Linked DNA regions of Anser cygnoides: region 1 is linked to region 2. A link is a contact called in public Hi-C data. All regions are on one chromosome and are shown on one strand. The core of a region is the stretch at or near the end of the contact, and the rest is flanking DNA. Distances in the headings are between cores, read along the strand shown.

Region 1 (5,902 bases), core at 3,310-5,809, 140 kb before region 2:
CTTGCTTAAAAATGTATTGATGGAATAGGTTTGTCTGAGGACTGCTCAGGGCCTGGAATTATTCATGGGAAAAACCAAAGCGTCATTTCCTAACAGGATGCTTGGCTTTTCTTGCCTCTGTGTCTTTGGTGTGTATCCTGTGTTTTCTGAGTGGCTCGTCTGTGACCCTGACACCCAATTTCCTAACTGTGGAGTAGTCCTGTCTTCAGCTCAACACTGTGACTGTGCTTCAGGTGTCTTATGCAGTTGGAGGTGGGCTGGTTTGCAGTCTGTTCACCCTTCAGCTGCTGGCAAGCACTGTTTCTGTACTGTCACTCAGGCATCCTGTAGGAAGCCCTCTCTTGTGACCACAAATGCCCCATAATACATTAGCAAATGACCTGAAAATTCCTGTTCTAGAATTTTCAAGTGATCATTCTTGAAATTGAAACATGACGTTTCTTTTAACTTTATTCTGACTCCTGGTCTCCAAACCTTTCTATAAAACAGGGATACATACTGCCCTTTGGGGGTTCACAGGTGTTGTGAAAATGTTTTTTTTTTTTCATAAATGAAGTTCACAGAAAAAGATCAGTGATGATCCCCATGATAAAGCATAGAGGAAGCAAGGCAGGCCATTGACCCTTGAATTGAAAGAAGTTTGCTCTGACCCGGAGCTTGCACACTTCATCCATCCTGTGCAACGTGGGAGGTGTGAAAAGAGCACATGGATGTGAAATGCAAAGCTGTATGATAAAGCAGATGCATGTGGGACAACATTAAAGGTACACAGGCAATCTTAATGCTGACTCCCCAAGCCCACTCCTTCCCACCCTCCCACTATTAATAACAGCGCATGAAATAATGCTAGTACAGGGAGACCACCTGGTGCTCTGTCAGAGCTGCAATGTTCCCACAGCCCTCCGCTGCTCAACCAAATCGTGGATACAAAACTGCTCAGGTCCATTTTCCTAGAAATTTGCTACTACAATCAACAGAGTTCATGGAAATGTTTCAGCCAAATATTAAGAAATCTATAGTTATATCTATTTCTAACTCAGCGAAACAGATAAAAGCTTTGAAACCACTTTCTCACAGAAAATAAAAAATACAAAGTTCAGTCACTCAACAAGGTTATCAGAGCTTCTGCAGAAGCTTTCACATAAGCTTTGCTTTCAAACTACTTTTCACAGTCTGTATAGTTTCAAGTACTTGGTGTCACCTCAAATTTATTTAATCAATATTTTATTGATATTCTTGAGGATTACTTAGCTAACAAAGTCAACAAATTCAGTGACTTATTAGAAAGCAACTTTTTGAACCAGTGAAAAATGGTAAGAAACTTTCCACTCTCCGGTTTGATATCAATGACTGAAAGCAGTCCAGCCTCCTGGGGCTGTAAGAAAGCACACAAAGAAGTTCACCGTTGTCTTCTAGCACTGCAAACATGAATGTGAATTCTAGAGCTAGCAATATCTTACTGGATAAAAAACACTGACGTTATGCAGAAATACTATTTATGGTAAAGGTGATAAAATAAATCATGCAAATTCTAACATATTAAACAGAGAAAACGTCTTGAAACATACCAGAAAATGTTGTCTGGCTCCCCGAAAGACTTTTTTTCCCATAATTGTAACAACAAGGCTTCCCTTAGAAGCTACTACTAACTAGAAAAGTGAATTAACAAATATTTCTCCTACCAAAATGAAATTAAATTACATAAATTAGAATGAGCATAATTAAGCTTGTCTGGAACCCTGCTGCCTAAATAAGATTTTCAGATTATGTGTTTACTCAGTTTACAGAGACAGATACAATTACAGTGAAGAATGTTTAAGTCCGTCACCGTCAATTATCAGAAATATACAGCAAACAATGTTACTACCTAAAAACTTGCCTTCTATCTTAAGACGTCATAAATTCTTCTGATAGCTCAGATGACATCAAACTTCACATTTATTTCCCCTAGTAAAAATTAATTCACACAAACGCAATTCCCTGCCACTTTCCTACGACTGCAGTTGGAAGACTTATTGCAGTAACCCTAGACCGCCTCTTTCCTCAGATAGGGACATGCCAGCAATGAGCAATGGCACAAATATAGATGTGCCCCGGCTGTCCTTCAGCAGCATGCTACTTGAGTGTCACCAGGATGAATGCCATCTACTGAGAAACAGCTCTGAAGGTTCCGTGTGATTCCTGGACCTGGAGTACTTGGAACATGCGTACACACCCCCTGCTAAAGCCAGAGCACCCTCTCAGTTTCTGAGCTGGTATTAATAAACCCAGCAGAGTGCAGTCACTGACTCTAGATATGATTTCCAAGGCTGTGGTTCTAGGCAGGTTATCTTGTGTCAGATACACAGACTGTGCACTCTGCACAAACCAACTCAAACAGATAGACAGATGCATACAGCATTGCTGAACAGTTAAATGTAAGTGTGTGCTGCCCTTTGCAAAAGTCTGTATTAAATGAGCAGAAACTTTACTACTGATTAGAGTTGGAATCAAGATCAGAGTCTAGACAACATATCTAAGAAAATCGAAAAACCACCAGAATTTAGAAAAACACAGAAATCATAGTGTTCCATACACCTGCACATGTACATCATCCAAACCCCATATGTGTATGCTGGACCTTTGTAAAGCTATTTATAGTGAAGAAAATGGCTAATGGCCAAGCCAGGGGAGGGTTTTCACAGGCACGTAACACTTCAGTCTATGCTCAGTAGCGGTTCACCCAATAAAAAATAAGACATATATTATTACTGATTATTGTGATTACTGCGATTACTTGAGCTCTATGTACCCACTGCAATCCACAACCCTTGCAGTTGTCCAGAATACAAAACCTTCTGCTTGTGAACTTGCTGGAGAGCTAACCTTGCTGGCAGACTTTTAAGTGTGTTTGAGAACACTGCGGTGTATACATCTTGAGCTCAGGAGACAGTGCAATAGGAAATGTCTATTGCATCTTGACAGAGCTCTGCGTTTTCCTCCATTCCAATTAAACTTCGTGTCATTTCCTCACATTTCTAGCCATGCAATTGTTTGCTGTTTCAGAAAGGAATTACAAGTTAATTATCCATGTAGTCATGATCTCATTACTGCTGACAGTGCCTCTATCATCTGTGAGATCAGAGCAGAAATGATGTTTTCACGTAACTGATGTCGCCTTTGCAGGAATGTTAACATTTATGCTGTCAGACAGATTTTATTAATTTTTCAGATGGGAACTTATTTATGCCTCTGTGCTGTTCATCTACAAAATCTCACAGGCCTTCATCTGTTGAAAAACTAGTAGTGTCAGCTTTACTTCCAAAGACTAGCACATAGCATTTTGTTTACCGTAAATTAAATTCAGCCTTGCACGCAATGCCAGAATGAGAGATATGTGCTAGACAAAAAGCCGCTTCACTTCCCGCTCCCCTCCGAGGCCTGCAGGTCCTTTCATGGGGCCTTCTTGGAGCAGGCCAATGCACGCTGCCATCCTCCTGAAGTCATTCAACTGCCAAGAAAGGGTGGGGTATTTGCGAGGCTGAGGAGCAATCCTCTACAGGACCTGGCCTCATTTGGCACTCCAGTATTGGGGGACCATCTTTTGGGACTGGATTTAGACAAACCCCCAGAGTTGCCAGCCTGCACAGGAGCGGGGAGCCCGCCCAGGGCAGCCTCAGTGTGGAGAGGCGGTGTGTGGCCTCAGCCACTGGGCGCCTCAAATTTTGCACCTCAGGGAAGGAGTGTGGGGTTGTGTTGGTGAAGAAAAGAAGAGAGATTTGGGGGATGGTGGCTGTAGAGAAAGAAGACTGCTGGCACACGGCGGCTTTCTGTGGCTGTGGCCAGGGCAGTGAACAACTGACACCACAGAGGTGCAGGGAGATGGCGGCGGCCCCTGAGGTGCGACCTGCTCCCCTCTCCCTGAGGGAAGGTGGTGGTGCTGCCTCGCACTTGGCTGATGTGTTCTGCCCGCTGCTTTTCACGAAAAAAAACAACTTTCTTATCATTATTTTTATTTAATAAAATAATAGTAAAATAATAATAAATATTATTAAATAATAATTAGTATTAAATAATATAAATAATAAATAATATAAATTATTATTATTATTTTAAATAATTAATAAAAATAAGAGAGTAGTCAGAGCATTGTAACGGGTTGCCCAGGGAGCTGGTGAAGTCACTGTCCCTGGTGGTGTTCAAGGAAAGGTTGGATGTGGTGCTTAGGGACATGGCTTAGTGGGTGATCTTGGTGGTAGCGGGACAGTTGGACCAGATGAACTTGAAGGTCTTTTCCAACCGTAACGATTCTATGTGGTTTTTTCCACACACCGTGCCTTCATACACGCCTATCCCTCAGCCCTCACTCCCCAGCCCTTCGCCCGCCATTATTTATTTATTTCCACTCCGCTGCGTGAGGCGCCGCTCGCCCCGCCCACCCCCGAAGCCCCGCCCACCCCGCGGAGTTCCCGCCCACACTCCCCGTAGCCCCCCCCCCACACCCCGTTAGTCCCCGCCCCCTCGCGGCGCCCCGCCAATGGGAGCGGCGCGCCGTGCACCGCCCCTGGTTAAGGCGGCCGGGGCCGGGTTCCGGCGGGCCCCGCGGCGCCATGGCGGAGCCCGGGGCGGACAGCCTGGAGGGCTGGGTGGCCGTGCGCGACACCGCCTTCGCCCCGCCGCAGCCGCCGCCGCGGCTCCGCTTCCTGGTGGGCTGGAACGCCGCGGAGGACGCGTTCGCCGTCACCTGCCACGGCCGGGCGGGGGCGGCGGCGGAGGAGGGGGAAGAAGCCCCGCGGAGCTGGGCCGGGCTCTTCTCGGCGCCGGCCCTGCGCGGCGTCCACCGGCAGCTGGCGGCCGTGTGCCCGCGCCTGGAGCCCGCCTTCCCCGCCCTGCCCCGCTCCGCCGGCGGGCTCTGGGCCGTGCTGTTCCCCGGCGGCGCCCCGGCGCCGGACGAGGCGGAGGCGCAGGAGCTGTGCCGGGCGCTGGAGCGCTACCTGGGCTGGGCCCTGGAGCTGTGCGGCGGCGGCGTGCTGCTGGACGCCCTCTTCGCCGCCGAGCGGCCCCGCGACGAGGAGTACTTCGAGAGCCTCCGCGAGCTCCGCGGGAGGGCCCTGCGAGGGCACCTGGCCCGGGCCAAGGAGGCCCTGCGGCGGGTACGGGCCCCACGGGGGTGGGAAGGGGATCGGGACAGCGGGGCCGCCGCTTCCCGGCACGGGGTGGCCCCGAGCGGGGCTCGCCGGTGCTCGTACCCCGGTGGTGGAGCCTTGGGGTCGGGCGTGGTGCTCAGCTGCAGGAGCCTTGGGTGCTCCAGCTGACGATGGGGTGGTGGGAGGGAGCGAGGGGGTGTCTGTAATGTCGTCCTGCTCCTGGGCCTGCCCAGCGCTCGGCTGAGTGCTTACACAAACACTTCGGGTGCCCAGGAACCAGTAAGGCGGCGCTCTCAAGTACAGCGTCCTCGCTCTGTGCAAGCCTGGCTTTATTAAGTGGGGAATAACCCAGCTCAGCCGGCAGCGAGTGTAAGGCATTGGGGGCTTGCTTAAGCTGCAAGTGCTCCAACAAGAACACGTCGCTAAAAATATCCAGCGGTGTTGTGCACTGAGTGGAATGACAACCAGAAGTGAAAGTACAATCGTGCCATAGCTCTCTAACCTCTTTATGAAGGTGTCAGCCTCTTTGCAGTGATGCCTTTCACTGGGGGCTTCTTGGTCAAGTTATTCATTAAAACCAAGCCAAGCTGCGGGCCTATGCCAGATAGGTGTTTTGTGGTCAGAGTTCTTAAGTGCCAAAGTCTGGCCTGATGGTTGTATGAACTAATTGTTAGCCCTTTCTCCCTTTGGTACCATAAGCTCCTCCTTTCCCAGCAGGTGACTTGTGCATTTCACAAATAATTTCCCTTTGTGCACTATAAACATCCTCCAGGAGC
Region 2 (5,964 bases), core at 328-2,827:
TTTGCCACTCCCTCTTTGCTGAGAAACCAGAAAATACAGTTTATTTGCTAAAGAGCAACACAGACAAGTTGCTGCTGTTTACTTTTTAAAGCAAAATCAGTTGCTGTAATTCCCGTTTTCATGATTACTAAAAGGACTACCTGATTCTTCTTGGCCTCAAAACAAAAAAATTGTTAAGATTTGGGCCCTTATTGCATTACAGAAAGCTCTGAGACACTACAGATTTCTTTCCGGGCAATTATATTATTTGTTTTCAAAATGTTCATTACAGATACCTGTTTAATACATTTTATAGCGATTATGCCTAGCAGAGGAGTTTCTTGTAAAAAAAATAATCTTAAGGTTAAGCAGATATCAGACATCAGTAGCCCATTTTACATACTTTTTCCCCACCACTGCACTCATGGTCTCCCCTGGGTGGTTTGCGTGTAAGCTCAGTTAGCTAACTGCGAGCTGCTGCACTCTCCACCCAAAGTATCTGAAATGTGTGACTGCATTTCAGAGAAATAAGCGTTTCTCTGGTAAAGGGACACAGTTCACTACCACTGCTGAAAAAGACGAGAGAACTGCAAGACGAGTAAGTCGTCAAAGTAAATTATCAAATGAAATTAAAAGCTCAGTACAGGCTCGGTTCCGTCTCAGCCATCAGTAGGTGGATGGGCGGTTGCGACACCCGGAGATTGCTGAACCACCAATTCCCACCACCTTCATTAAAAGACGAAACCAAAAAGCCAAATGAGCCCCCCCCCCCCCCCCCCCCCCCCCACCCTGCAGGGCCACCGAACCTAAAACCAGGCCACCTCTGCTGGGGAAGGGATGCGGAGGGCAGAAACACAGCGCAGGACGCCGTGACCTTGTGTGCAGCCCCCGGCTGCCCGGGCGGCCCCCCGGCATCTCGGGGGGGGGGGGGGGGAAGCAAACGGGACGGGGCTGGGGGGAACCGACCCCCGGCAGCTCCTGGGCGAGGCTGAGCGGACGGAGCGGGGGGCAGCCGCCGTGTGGGGGGACACCCACCTCACACCCCCCTTCACACACTCCTCACGCACCCCCCCCCCCCCCCCCCCCAGGCCTCGCAGCACCCCCGTCCCGACCTGAGCAGCGCCAGGAAGGCGGCGGGCTCCACGTCGGGCAGCTCGATCTCGGCCGAGGTGGTGGCCATGCCGCCGTTGAACATCGCGTCGAAGACGGCGCTGCCGGCCGCCAGGACGAAGCGGTGGGCGGGGATGCGCTGCTGGCCGGGCCCGGGAGGTGCCCCCCCGCCGCCGCCGCCGCCGCCCGAGCCCCCGCGGGGGCCGCCCTTGCCCACCACGAAGTGCACGTCGCTCAGCAGCTCGTTGGAGAACAGGAAGGCGAAGCGCTCCCGCAGCGAGCCTTTGGTAGCCTGCCAGTTGTACAGCGGCTCCCGCTGCAGCACCGCGCCGCTCTCGGGGGCGGCGGGGGGGACGGCGGGGGCGGCGGAGGGGGCCGCAGCGGCACCGGGAGCGGCGGGAGGCGCCTCCCCGGGAGCCCCCGCACCACCGCCGCCGCCGGCGGCCGCCATCGCCGCCCTGAGGGGGCCCCGCCGCGCCGCGCCGGGCCGGGCGCTCAGGCAGCAACGCTGCGCATGCGCCCCGCGCAGGCTCCCTGTGGGGCCGTGGGTGGCAGGCGGCCGCGCGGGCGGCTGAGGGGAGCGGGGTCGGTCTGCCCGCTCCTTCTGTCACTTCTGTCACTTTGTCACTTGTCTGAGGGACTGCGGTGTCCCCGCGTGCAGTGGGAATGCAGTTCCAGCGGGGAGAGTCGGCTTAGGCCGTAAAGAGGCAAAAGGCAGCTGCGCAGTCATGGAAATTTATTTCTGTGTGTGACTGAGTAAAAGTTACGGCCCTCCGGTTAAGGCATGTGAAACGCAAATTCGTTTTTATAGCACCTGGTTCCTTATAATGACACTCAACACAAATAAGGATGCCCGTTTTAACTATTTCTGAAATAACTTGAGAATATGAGTGACTGTTGGTATGTGCACCTTAAAATTTGTACACAAAAGCAGTCCATTTGAAGTGTGCCTTCATGTCTGACACTTTAAACTTCTGAGGAGACGAACCAAAGCAAAACTTACTAATGGTGAATCTAATAGCACATTTTTTTCTGTCTAAACCAGTGGCCGTCAAATTCAGCATCCTTGGACCAGGGAATGGTCGTCTAAGGTCACTAAGGTGGTGAATTAATTCGGCAAATACTGAAAAAATAGGATCTATTTTATTTTATTTTTTACTTTACTTTACTACGCTTGTGGCTTCTGGAAAAGAAGGAAAAGGTTTGCGTTGTCACTGTTCTGTCAAACCCGGCACTGTCAGCTGAAAAATAAGGCGGATCCTTTTGCCATCTGCTGGAGCTTTGCTGTAAATGCAGCAGCAATGTAAATTATGGAGCTGAAAGCTATTTATCATAGCTCCTGACTTGTCAGCATTTATGGAAACATGTGGCTAAAAGAGGAATATAATATGTCACCACTCTGCGTTTAGGTTTATAATTAGGACAAAACTGAGACCAAGCAAATGTGGTCTGTTTCGCAGAACGAATTTTAGAGAACCTTAAGCAAGATGGAAGCAATTTCAGCGGGGTAAAGGGCACAAGAAGATATAGTATACCAACCATAAAGCAGCAAGCAGCTTTGCACTGAGGCTATATTTAAAAGTAAAGTCATGCTGCTGACTTGGGAGAACGAAGCTAGCACCTTTGCACTTTCCTTGTCCCAAGGTGGACAAAGGGCGGAAAGGGGGAGAAGCCCAAATTCCCTCTGATAGCCTAGGGACTGGAAGCTCAGGAAGCTGAGATATACCACAACTTGCTGCTTTGCTGCCTCATAACATTTCCATTCCGCGGAACCCCAAAGGATCATCTTGAGAACTCATTTTAGGGGGAGTTTTTAAAAAATGAAAGGAATCACTTGTCACTAAAAATGGGGAAAGAAAAAAAAAAAGAGGAAAATGGTGACAACGTGGACAGAAAAAAAATGTTGTCTGGGAGTATATATATATATATTTTTTTTTTGTTATGGGATGATCTGGACATTAACGAGTTTCCTGCATTGTTGTCTTTCTCCTTTTACCTTACTGTGAACACTGACAAGTTAGCTTGTCAACTGGGAGCCAACAGGCACAACTGTCCTGCTTATACAGAACTGTGAAAATGTGAACATGCTGTCATTAACACACTAGAGAAAGTTAACAAGGCTGCAAGAGGGTTGAGGAAAAAAGGGGGAAAGGTAGGCTAACGAATTAAAAAAACAGTGGCTGGGGCAGACAGAATATGTAAGATCTTCAATCATAGAAAGAAAAAGCTATGCAAGAAAAACAAACAAACAAACAGAGAAAGACCTATGAAACAGCCTGAGCAAGAAAGCTGATAGTGAAAATGAGGGAAAAAAAATAGTATGAAAGAAATCCAGTGTCTAAAAACAAAAACAATAAACAAACAAACAGGAAGGGTGACAAAAGAAAGGAAAAATGTGACCTGGATACCCATCAGATCTGATCAGCTAAAAGCTAAATGGACTAATTCAAACAGTTTTGGAAGTGAGAGCTAAGAGAATATTAAATAACAAATTTCTCTTGAAAAATTTTTTTTTTCTCCTGCATGTAGACAATAAGCCTCAGACATTTGTTTCACCTTGTAATTTTCATGCCAGTTTCCTTCTTTAAAAAAAAATCAGCTGGCTTTTCTTTGGCATTATCAGTAGATAGATCATAGCCATTTTTATATATGATGTCACAGGATTGTATTCACTGGTCCAAATCAGAAATAATGCACAATGCTTTTCCCAAAAGTGGTTACATATGAAAGTCGCTAAAATGCTGCCCCATTTTTTTGGCTTTCTTATTATGCTGTGTTTTTATCTAGGAAATATCGTATAAATTAATACAGAGAGAAAAAAAAGATAACATAAGCAGTTGCAAATTGGCCCAAGCAGAACTTTTTGTTTGATCTCATGTAACAGAATGGCTACAAATCAAGGGCTGCAGACAAAAGTTCAACCGTATTATATTATATACTGCGAAGGTTGTCTTGATCACTGGCCAGCAAAACAGAAGGTCAGGGAGTGTCCACGCTTTTGAGCAACACACTTCCAAGGTCTATGTAATGGCCTGAGATAGTTCAGGCTGTGTCTTTTTGCTATGGAAATTCATAGAACTTCCTAAATTATGATCTTCCTTTACCCATCAGCAGGAGGGTAGAAGAGAGACTGGATTTACACACACTGAAGAAGAACTGGAGAATTTGGTGATAAAACTGCAGGGATTTCTGAGATACTTGTTACGCCAGGGATGTCCCAGACACAGGAATGTCTGCCCAGAGGCCCTGTCCTTCCCCGCCAGTTAAGCCCAGCCAGTTCTGTGAGAGCCATCAACAGGGTTTGGGTTACAAAGCATATTGTTTTCAATCATTTGTTCCTGAGATTATTTAAATTCTCCTCCCTTTCCTTTGTTTCCCCACATGAACTCAGCTTTGTGTATGTTCGAAGTACTTGTTATGATCTGAGTTTTTGAGCTGGCACATATTTTTACAGGGATTAGTAATTGTTATCATAAGCAGCTAGCATCACTTCACTGCTTCATGAGGGAAGAGAATAATTCAGTGTAAATCATAGGTTTGTTTCTGATTAAACTTCCTGGTTGGGACCTTTCAACAACTTTTCCTTTCCGTGCTCAATTAGATTCTTAAAAGTTGTTACCATGCCATTGCTGTGGATGCCACACATACATAGTTCCATTCCCGTAACTGAATCACTATTAGCGTTAAAATTATTCAAATGTGTAAATTTGTAGCAACAATGCTTTCAAATAATAACAATAAAGTTATCTCTGGATCCATGCAAGCACAGAAAACAAAATCTGAGTCTTACATCTGAGGACCACTAAAGGTCAGGGATTTTTTTTTTCAATAATTCTTTGCCCTATCATTTCTACAAGTACTTCTTTTATGTGAGCATTTAAATGTGCATTTTCAGCTTTGCTGCTTAGTTGTCCTGGAGCATTAAGGTTGTTATGTACCTTGTGTCACCAGTTATATTGATATACTCCTCCAATTTTTAGTGATAATACTCATAATTTCTACATAATTTCAGTTAATATATTGTAATTGTAGCTTGTAGTGCATCATTGCCATAAACATTCCCGCTAATAAATATAGTCCTGGAAATATTTTCAGAATCCTAACTTAAAGATGTGTATAAACATCTGGCACAAACTGGCACAAACATCACATGGAAATTTTGCAACACTCCAGCTGCGGAGACAGCTTTCATTCTGCACATTTTCGTTCTACACCTTTTCATTCTGCACATTTATATATTCCAAAGTTATACTACAAATAATATTCTTCACATCGTTTATCTGAAAGTGATTTATGAAACCAATTAATTAAGCCTTGGAGGATTTTACTCACCACATACCTGTTTTAAATAACATTTCAAATACTGACATAGCTGGCTCTATGAAAAATACTATACTATGCCATATTTTTAAAATAACTACGTATGTTCTGTTACTGCATAGCTGGGGAAGCAAATGAGGGAAATATCTTTTATTACTTATTAGTTATTACCAACATATCTTTATGATTTAACAGTGAATGTTTTGTGAACCTATTTACTTTTCAGTCACTGCTAAGTACATGCAGTCTGTTGAGGCACAGTAGCATTTCATTCAGCACACACAGCTCCTCCACTTCTAACAAGGTGTTTAGTTAGCACTTTTATTTCCACATGATTAACAAGATTCTTACTGAGAAGCCACACTCTTGCCACTTGCAGTTTAAGTCAAATAGTACAAGTGACATTTGTGACAAGTGACAAAAGTACTCCTTTTACTGTAATGACTATTAAATTTATTCTGAAACATCTCTTTCCCTCTTAAGTTTATTCATTGGTTAGTAAACAGCCTGTAGCACAGAAAGCAGCTCTATTTTGGGGGTACTGATACTCAGTTT

What was found. Hi-C and Micro-C count contacts between places; a contact is called where the count stands out from the background.
Region 1: a Hi-C map of liver shows a contact between it and region 2, with 1.7 times the contacts expected there. The contact joins the promoter of WHAMM here to the promoter of BTBD1 in region 2. A contact is called at or near these places in 2 of 7 Hi-C or Micro-C datasets (both in liver).

Annotation. Positions count from the first base shown.
Region 1 is chr11:10,503,979-10,509,880 of Taihu_goose_T2T_genome, reverse strand. WHAMM (WASP homolog associated with actin, golgi membranes and microtubules) reads left to right here and starts at 4,559. Exons shown (of 10, transcript XM_048071978.2): 1 at 4,559-5,132. The coding sequence starts at 4,590. FSD2 (fibronectin type III and SPRY domain containing 2) reads right to left here and starts at 2,210. Exons shown (of 13, transcript XM_067004022.1): 1 at 1,868-2,210.
Region 2 is chr11:10,359,721-10,365,684 of Taihu_goose_T2T_genome, reverse strand. It overlaps BTBD1 (BTB domain containing 1), which reads right to left and starts at 1,577. Exons shown (of 8, transcript XM_067003894.1): 1 at 1,092-1,577. The coding sequence starts at 1,540.